Regions from separate parts of the Mus musculus genome. Here all the other regions are linked to region 2. A link is a contact called in public Hi-C and HiChIP or PLAC-seq data. All regions are on one chromosome and are shown on one strand. The core of a region is the stretch at or near the end of the contact, and the rest is flanking DNA. Distances in the headings are between cores, read along the strand shown.

Region 1 (2,700 bases), core at 71-2,570, 33 kb after region 2:
AGATTACTATGGGTAACAAAGGGCATAGAGAACAAAGACATGAACAGGGGTGACTACTTGTATAGCAAAGTCCTGTTCCACAAGCTGGGTGACTACTTTTGGTTCTGTGAGCCAGGCTAAGGCCTACAATGCCCTGCTCTGATTAATAAATCCCTTGGAAGTTCTGAATATGCTGTGCAGCCAGCGTGTCTGATCTGTCTGTGCTCTCTGATAGAATAATTCTTGATTCTAGCAGTCCATTGAGTTAAAGTAGGGTCAACAGCCTGTTTATAAAGAAGTACAATATTTTACATCATTAAGGCTGGGAAATAGCTACAGACATTGAGTGGTTTTCTTTCTAGTCTAGTTCCTATGAAGACAAGATGTCAGCGACCCAAGGATGGCACCCTTAGTAATTTATTAAACCTATGCAAAGAAGGATGCTTTTTCCCGTTTGCATTCTTTTGTTTCAGTATTTCTGAAGCCCCAGTACAGGACGGGTTCTCGTGTGTCTCAGGTGATTTTTATAAGATTTATTCATCTATCTCGCGTCTATGTGAGCTCACTATAGCTGCACAGGGTGTGAGCCTGCGTGGGGGTCTCTGGGAATCGAGTGACAGGACCTCTGAGCGCTCCGGCCTCGCCCCAGACATTTAGAGTTTTTTGGGGGGTGTCAGGGTTTTGCTGCTTTTTTAAAGAGTAGTGTTTAGTGCTCTTGAGTATTTTTATTTAAAATGCTAGGGTTTTATTTTTGGGGTTTAAGAGTTTTAGGGTCTCCAGGCAGGGGTGGCACACGCTTTTCATCCCAGCAGCACTTGGGACGAGGCAGAGGCAGTGGATCTCTGAGTTCGAGGTCAACCTGGGCTACAGCGTGAGCTCCCACACGATAAGCACACGAGACTTTTTTTATTTTATATAAAAATCACGGCCGCCCGCCCTTGTCTTTGCAGACGCGGATCTCTCTGCGGGGGGCGGGGGGGGGCGGTTTCAGTCTCTGGGGCTGTCAGTCACGGTCGGGCGGGCGGGACTTCTGGCGCTGTTCCCTGCTCCTGGAAACAGTGAGTGGGGAAGCTTCCCGATTGGAAGCTGCTGCCGTCAATCACAGCGGAGTGGGCGGGACTTCCCGCCACAGACCAGCACTCTCAAGCAGAGCGCGTGCACAGACCCGAGCCTCCTGTTTTCCCGCCGCTGCCACCCGAAAACGGCCCGCCAGGGTCTCTCCGCCGCCGCCGTGAGCGCCGCTGTCCCGGGGACAGCGGATTGGAAGCAGGCAGTCACTGGCCGTGGACAGGAAGTCTCTCTCCCGCCATCTCAGGTCAGTGCAGTGGCGGGCATGTCCCTGCCTCAGCCTCGAGGCATGCTGGGAGTTGTAGTTCTGTTCCGGCTTTGGGTCCTCTGAGCCTCGCCCCCTTTTTCTTTTTTTTTTTTTTTTCGAGACTGGGTTGATTTTTTTGTTTTTTGTTTTTTGTTTTTGTTTTCTTTTTCATGGGACTAGACTTTATTTATTTAATTTATTTATTTTTATTAGATATTTTCTTTATATACATTTCAAATGCTATCCGGAAAGTTTTCTATACCCTCCCTCTGCCCTGCTCCCCTACCTTCCCACTCCCGGTTCTTCCCTGTATTGGGGTATATAAAGTTTGCAATACCAAGGGGCCTCTCTTCCCAGTGATGGCCGACTAGGCCATCTTCTGCTACATATGCAGCTGGAGATATGAGCTCTGGGGGTACTGGTTAGTTCTATTGTTGTTCCACCTATAGGGGTGCAGACCCCTTCAGCTCCTTGGGTGCTTACTCTAGCTTCTTCATTGGGGGCCCTGTGTTCCATCTTATAGATGACTGTGAGCATCCACTTCTGTATTTGCCATGCACTGACATAGCCTCATATAAGACAGCTATAACAGGGTCCTTTCAGCAAAATCTATCAGGCATTGTGCAATAGTGTTTGGGTTTGGTGGCTGATTGTGGGATGGATCCCCAGGTGGGGTAGTCTCTGGATGGTCCATCCTTTCGTCTTAGCGCCAAACTTTGTCTCTGTAACTCCTTTTAGTATTTTGTTCCCAATCTAAGGAGAAATGAAGTATCCACCCATTGGTCTTCCCTCTGCTTGATTTTCTTGTGTTTTGCAAATTGTATCTTGGGTGTTCTATGTTTCTGGGCTAATATCCACTTATCAGTGAGTGCCTACCTAATGACTTCTTTTGTGATTGGGTTACCTCACTAAGGATGATATCCTCCAGATACATCCATTTGTCCAAGACTTTCATAAATCCATTGTTTTTAATAGCTGAGTAATACTCCATTGTGTACATGTACCACATTTTCTGTATCCATTCTTCTGTTGAGGGACATCTGGGTTCTTTCCAGCTTCTGGCTATTATAAATAAGGCTGCTATGAACATAGTGGAGCATGTGTTCTTATTACCAGTTGGAACTTCTTCTGGGTATATGCCCAGGAGAGGCATTGCTGGATCTACCGGCAGTACTATGTCCAATTTTCTGAGGATCTTCCAGACTGACTTCCAGAGTGCTTGTACAAGCTTGCAATCCCACCAACAATGGAGGAGTGTTCCTCTTTCTCCACATCCTCGCCAGCATCTGCTGTCACCTGAATTTTTGATCTTAGCCATTCTGACTGGTGTGAGGTGGAATCTCAGGGTTGTTTTGATTTGCATTTCCCTGATGATTAAGGATGTTGAACACCTTTTCAGGTGCTTC
Region 2 (2,700 bases), core at 133-2,632:
TATAAACAGCAGGATATCGGACTAGCAACAGAGGCTTATTATTAACCAATTAAAAATAATCCATCTTTGTATTTTTAACAGGATTCCTGGCCAGAATTCCCTAAACCATCCTCCATTCACCCGGTCACATGGTTAGGAGTCACGAATCTAAGCGGTGAACAAGCTTCAAACACGCCAAGGTAACTCCTTAAAACTGCTTTCGTGACACACTGTATCGTTTCCAGGCACTGCACCCTGCTAAGCATTTAAAAACATTTCTCCTGAAATCATCACAGAAAACCCCTTCCTCCAGATTTCTTTAAATCTGAAAAAAACTATCATAGCATGTCTTCTTTTGTACATAAAACGTCTGAATTCCATTCCCTTCCCCAAAAGTTCAGCTGTTACAGAATAAAAGGCTACGAGGAAAAAGAAGGGTTTCTAAAGCCGTATTCTTGGAAGAAGCACTAACTTTACACGTGTTCGGCCATAAACTCCGCACAGTTTATTTCCCCTCAAATTTGACCGTATTCACAAGCAAAACTAAGGTTCGAATATCTGAAGTCGCTGTTTTGGTCTTCGGCTTTCAAGTTCCTCGTTCTTCGGGTACCGAAGAGATGTTCCCCTAACAAAAAGCACCACGTTCCTTTCTAAGGCACCTGAACAGGTCGAACCCCAGTCCCGATTTTCTTTCACATTCACATCCGTTTGCCAAGGTTTTCCTGGACACTCGCAGGCCAGAGGACCACCCCGCACCCCAACCTAGCGACCCCCGCCCACCCACCCTCGCTCTCATAAACCCACTCCTTCCGCTTCACCCACTTCCACCTCGCACGTTTCTCTGGATTCACCGTGCTTCTTCCAGACTGTGGGCACCGAGGGGCTGGAGGCCGCCTGGCACCCACACGGATCTGGTCACTAAGGCCGGCAAAGGGCGCGGGGCGCGGGAAGGAAGCGGGAAAGCGGCGAGTGCGCCCCCTCCCCCGCCGGCGCACACCCCCTTCCGGCTCCCCTCCCCCGGCATTGTGCGAGCGGGGCCCAGGCCGCGGCCCGCCGCGATCCCCGCCCAGGCCCGACCCGTTCCCGCCCGAGGCCTGCTCCCGCGGAGGCCGCCACACAAAGCCCAGAGCCGGCCCCCGCGGCGCCCACGGACCCGACGAAGCGAGCGCGGGCTGACTTACAGGGCTGCTGCGGCCGCGCTGCCTCAGCCGGGGGACACCGACCGTTGGGCACCGGCGGCGACGCTCTCGGCCGTCCGTCCTCCCCCTCCGCCTCCGGTGGCGGCGACGTCTTCTTTCTCCTCCTCCTACCTCCCTCCCCCCCACCCCACCTCCTTCTTCTCCTCCCCCTCCTCCTCCGAACCACCGAAGTACCGAGGGTGAGGCACAGAGACTCACAACAACATGGCTGCCGCCGCCGCCTCCCCTCCCCTCCCTCCCCCGCCCACCGGCCGCGCGCAAAGCACTGCGGGAGAAAGGGGGGAGCACTCACCCAGCCGCGACGCCTCGCAGTGAAGTGCGTACTTCTCCCGCGCGCCGGGCGCAGGGGGCCGGCCGGGGCTCCGCGCGTGCGCACTGGCGCGGCGCTCTCCTCGCGGGTGAGGCCGCCATCGGGCGTGCACTTCCCGGCCTTTACCTTCTGGGATCAGGGCTGGCCTGCACGCCGGACCTCTGGCGCTCTGCTCCCGGGGCTGGTCACGCGCCTCGTGTGGTGCTGCAAACCCCCGACTTTCTGTGTGAGACTGAATTTATTCATCCACCGCTTCCTCCCGGATATCTCATTGTTCTCCCTAAACTGCCTGTGTGTAAGCACTGCTGCCCATGCACCCCAAAATTGAAGTCTCTTTCCCCCTACTTCCGGTATGCTGGCACCTACAGGAGTTGTAGACCTTAATACAGCCCTACCGCTCAACGTTTATCTCCCCTTTTCCACTCAAATGTTGGAGGTTTAGGGATAAAAAAAAAATGCACCTTGTTATCGTCTACAGTAGGCAAGTGTTACTGACTTCCTGCAATTGATGAGCCAGGGGTACTGGGTAAGCACAAAAGAAACTACCTTGGCTATGTATCAGACTGAATGTTTTCTTATTACCAGTTACAGAATTGTCTTGCCCTTCCTTGAAATCTGCAGGGAACAACAATGGCTCCAAAGATTTGGTCGCAGTCGTTGGGACCACTTTCTATCACACCTCTCTTGGAGAGTTTAGGCCCTCATGGGACAACTTCCTAATTAATGGCTTACCTCCTGGTTTTGACAATCCAGGGCCTTTTAATTAACTCAGTGTCTTCCCTAGGCATCTGTGAGCTCTACCAGGCTAAGGACTGTATGTGCTTTGTTCATGTGATGTATCCTAGTGCCTGTTAAACACAGCTCTTTGGGTTTTCATCATTATAAAGACAGACTGATTTAAAATTTATCTTGCCGGGCGTGGTGGCGCACGCCTTTAATCCCAGCACTTGGGAGTCAGAGGCAGTCGGATTTCTGAGTTCAAGGCCAGCCTGGTCTACAAAGTGAGTTCCAGGACAGCCAGGGCTATACAGAGAAACCCTGTCTCAAAAAACCAAAACCAAAATAAATAAATAAATAAATAAATAAAAATCTTACTGTTGTATCGCTTTGACAGAATACTAAATCAGGTCATTAATAAAGAAAATAAATTTACTTCCCAAGCGTCTGAAGACTAGGAAGTCCAATGCTAAAAGTAGTGGAAAGATCCTTGGG
Region 3 (2,700 bases), core at 164-2,663, 39 kb before region 2:
TTAATTTTATAATCTATTATTACCTTTTAAAAAGCCCCCAAATATATTACATTTAAACTTATTTCACTCCACATCTACTATTAAGAGTCAGAATCAGAGGGCTGAGAAGAAAAACAAAACAGTTATTAGCATATTATTATCATCTATATTATTAAACAGTAAAGATGTGCAAGTGGTAGGAAAAACAAGAAAGACAAAAATAACTAAATATAGACAACAAAACATGTACCAAACTTGAATTTTATCAGTAATAATTATATGGCTGAGTTAATTCACATTAGTTAGAACTAGATATCAAAAAAGTTAATTTTACAGAAAATTTTTTAGTATTCTTGTTTTAGATTAAATCTAAAAATGAGCGTTCTGACTGGAAAATAGATTATATAAATAATAACATTTTATTTCTAGATCTTTGATTACCAATTATCAACTGAGAAAAAAAATCTTAAAAACTAACAACATTTATCAAGTATAAATTTTCAAATGTATGTGTGAGTGTGTTTTCACGCCACAGAGCACATGTGGAGGTCAGATGATAACCTGTGGAGCTGGCACTCTCCTTCCCCATAGATCCTGGATTTTAAGATCAAATTTGGGTCATCAGGCTTTGTGACAAACGCACTGGAGCATCTTGCTGGCCCAAATTACAGACAGATTTAACCAATGATGCAAATAATCAAAATGATTCCCTCCATTAATCATAATCTTTAGTGTGTAATCTGTTACTACTAACCTCAGAGGTGTTTCAGAAAGTAACAAAATGTAAACAAGACATTAAGAAATAAAAGGAAAGTTTAAATACATTAATACCAGCTTTTTCTTCTAATAATGAAAAGGTGTAACTTAATTGAAAAGACTTACCTATATGTGGCTGCTGAGCTGCTGCTAATGCATACTGCTGCTGCTGAGCTGCAGTTAACTGCTGAACTGTTAGTGCACTAGTCCTCTGAAAGAGCTATCCAGGAAAATATTTAATACAAAGATTAATACCAAAACATCGCAATTCTCATTAAAAAGCTATGAATATTTTAAACACTTATTTGAAGAACTTTCTTAACCATAATGACATTTTAATCAATAAAGCATTAAGTGTCAAAACCCTTATCATTCCTAGTGAGTCATACCACTTCAGATTTCACTAATAATAGTGTTACAGAAGTCTCTTTACCTGCTGTTGGGAATTGTAGTCAAAAAGGCCTACAGTAGCTCCTGAAGAATCCATGGGTACCTGATTACCAGGATAGTCAAACTGTAAGGAATCCAGACCAACTTGGTCCATTGCATCCAGATTCTGAGTTTCAGGGTTTGAAAATTCTTCAACAAGTGGTTTATTCGCTGTCGGATTAGGAAGAGGGCCCAATCCTTCTGGGGGATTAGTACTAGGGCCAAGGCGCTCAACTACTTCAGTTGGAGAGGCTTGGCGACTTCCAGGAGTGCGACTAAGTAAAGAAAACAGAAGAGCACTATGAGTAAACGGAGCAAATCCAAGGGTAAATAAAATAGTTAAGTATGAAGGGGAAAAAAGTCCCAAAATATGAAGAATAAGTAAGGCTTTCTGAGTCATCAAATGTTCCATTTCTCATATCTTTTCCTATTTCGTAACTACTTAAGGTAACAGTTTCAGTATTTTTAATTTTATCACTCTCCTCAATTTGAATAGCATAATCATATAACTCAATCATACAGATAAGACAAAGACACAGGTAAGAAAATTTGTCAAAATTTACAACTATACTACTTGAAACTTTTGTCTAAAGCCATAGACAAAAATTAAGAATAAAAAACAACTATTAAATAACAAATATGGCAAAAAAAAAAAAACCCCAAATATGGCAAAGCTCAAAATTCCACTTATCAAAAAACTAACCAGACATGATGGTTAAGTTTCCGTGAGTGAAAGAAATCTAAACTAAAACAAAAGCTGACTCACAACTGTGACTTTCAAAGGTTTTTTTCTGTGCAAACCCTTTTATCTTTTGCACTTGCTTCCTTAATGAGAATAAATGTAAGACTGGGTAGTTTTAGCTAAAAGAACAGAAGAGCAAGCAAGAAAGGGAGTAGCAGCCAAACAGCGAGCCTTTATGAAAGCCCTATACAATAAACAGCTACCCAAAGATCATCTCTACTGTTCCAAGTTGTTTCTCTTTAAAGGTAAATGTAGTAAATTTTGAAAACTTAAAAAGTATACAGAACACACACAATTTTATATAAACAAAATACCAACCCCGCTGCACCACACTACCCTAATTTTCACAAGAAATTCACTAATACTGAATTAAAATTTCAGCATTGGTTTCTCTTCTCATCAACATTGTTCATGTTTCTGACATACTACTACTACTACTACTACTACTACTACTACTACTGATGATGATGATGATGATGCAGTATTCTGCCTGCATGTATACCTGCAGGCCAGAAAAGGGGTCCAGATCTCATTATAGATGGTTGGTTGTGAGCCACCATGTGGTTGCTGGGAATTGAACTCAACCTCTGGAAGAGCAGCCAGTACTCTTAACTAGTGAGCCCCTCTAATATTCTTTTTACACTGTTTTTAATCCTAACATAGTCTATCTTTTCTTATATATGTTTTATATAGGAATCTTACTTTAAGTGTATTGCTCTGAGAAACTATGCATTCATAACACATTCAAAGTATATAAGTACCTAAGTTTAGTAGTAATGAGTGTTTTACTTGTG

The links. Hi-C and Micro-C count contacts between places; a contact is called where the count stands out from the background. HiChIP or PLAC-seq counts read pairs in DNA pulled down with a chosen protein or histone mark.
Region 1: a contact with region 2 is called in a Hi-C map of myeloid progenitors, with 3 times the contacts expected there. The contact joins the enhancer-like site here to the promoter of Pum2 in region 2. A contact is called at or near these places in 7 of 39 promoter capture datasets (3T3-L1-derived adipocytes, the C10 cell line, the HPC-7 cell line and 2 more), 1 of 15 datasets of contacts at CTCF or cohesin (pro-B cells), 84 of 484 Hi-C or Micro-C datasets (the AML12 cell line, B cells, the Ba/F3 cell line and 50 more), 26 of 115 datasets of contacts at active chromatin or transcription factors (the 230-238 cell line, CD8 T cells, the HPC-7 cell line and 18 more) and 3 of 9 other capture datasets (adipose tissue, liver and pancreatic islet).
Region 3: a contact with region 2 is called in an H3K27ac HiChIP or PLAC-seq map of embryonic stem cells, with 7 read pairs. The contact joins the enhancer-like site here to the promoter of Pum2 in region 2. A contact is called at or near these places in 4 of 39 promoter capture datasets (the C10 cell line, the HPC-7 cell line, hematopoietic stem and progenitor cells and 1 more), 2 of 15 datasets of contacts at CTCF or cohesin (CD8 T cells and the NIH/3T3 cell line), 3 of 484 Hi-C or Micro-C datasets (nephron progenitors, pancreatic cancer cells and round spermatid), 10 of 115 datasets of contacts at active chromatin or transcription factors (the 230-238 cell line, CD8 T cells, the HPC-7 cell line and 5 more) and 3 of 9 other capture datasets (adipose tissue, liver and pancreatic islet).

Annotation. Positions count from the first base shown.
Region 1 is chr12:8,639,436-8,642,135 of GRCm38.p6, reverse strand. No RefSeq gene overlaps it. Among named protein-coding and RNA genes, the nearest start is that of Pum2, 33 kb to the left of the region's middle. Within about 2 kb of position 1,320, at least 448 of the 459 cell types and tissues checked have an H3K27ac peak or open chromatin away from gene starts, as enhancers often do. A contact at or near this core is called in the 230-238 cell line, 3T3-L1-derived adipocytes, the AML12 cell line and 68 more, where this site is marked.
Region 2 is chr12:8,672,941-8,675,640 of GRCm38.p6, reverse strand. Pum2 (pumilio RNA-binding family member 2) reads right to left here and starts at 1,382. Exons shown (of 21, transcript NM_001160220.1): 1 at 1,161-1,382.
Region 3 is chr12:8,712,099-8,714,798 of GRCm38.p6, reverse strand. Pum2 (pumilio RNA-binding family member 2) reads right to left here. Exons shown (of 21, transcript NM_001160220.1): 6 at 1,169-1,439; 7 at 862-955. Among named protein-coding and RNA genes, the nearest start is that of Pum2, 39 kb to the right of the region's middle. Within about 2 kb of position 1,413, at least 6 of the 459 cell types and tissues checked have an H3K27ac peak or open chromatin away from gene starts, as enhancers often do.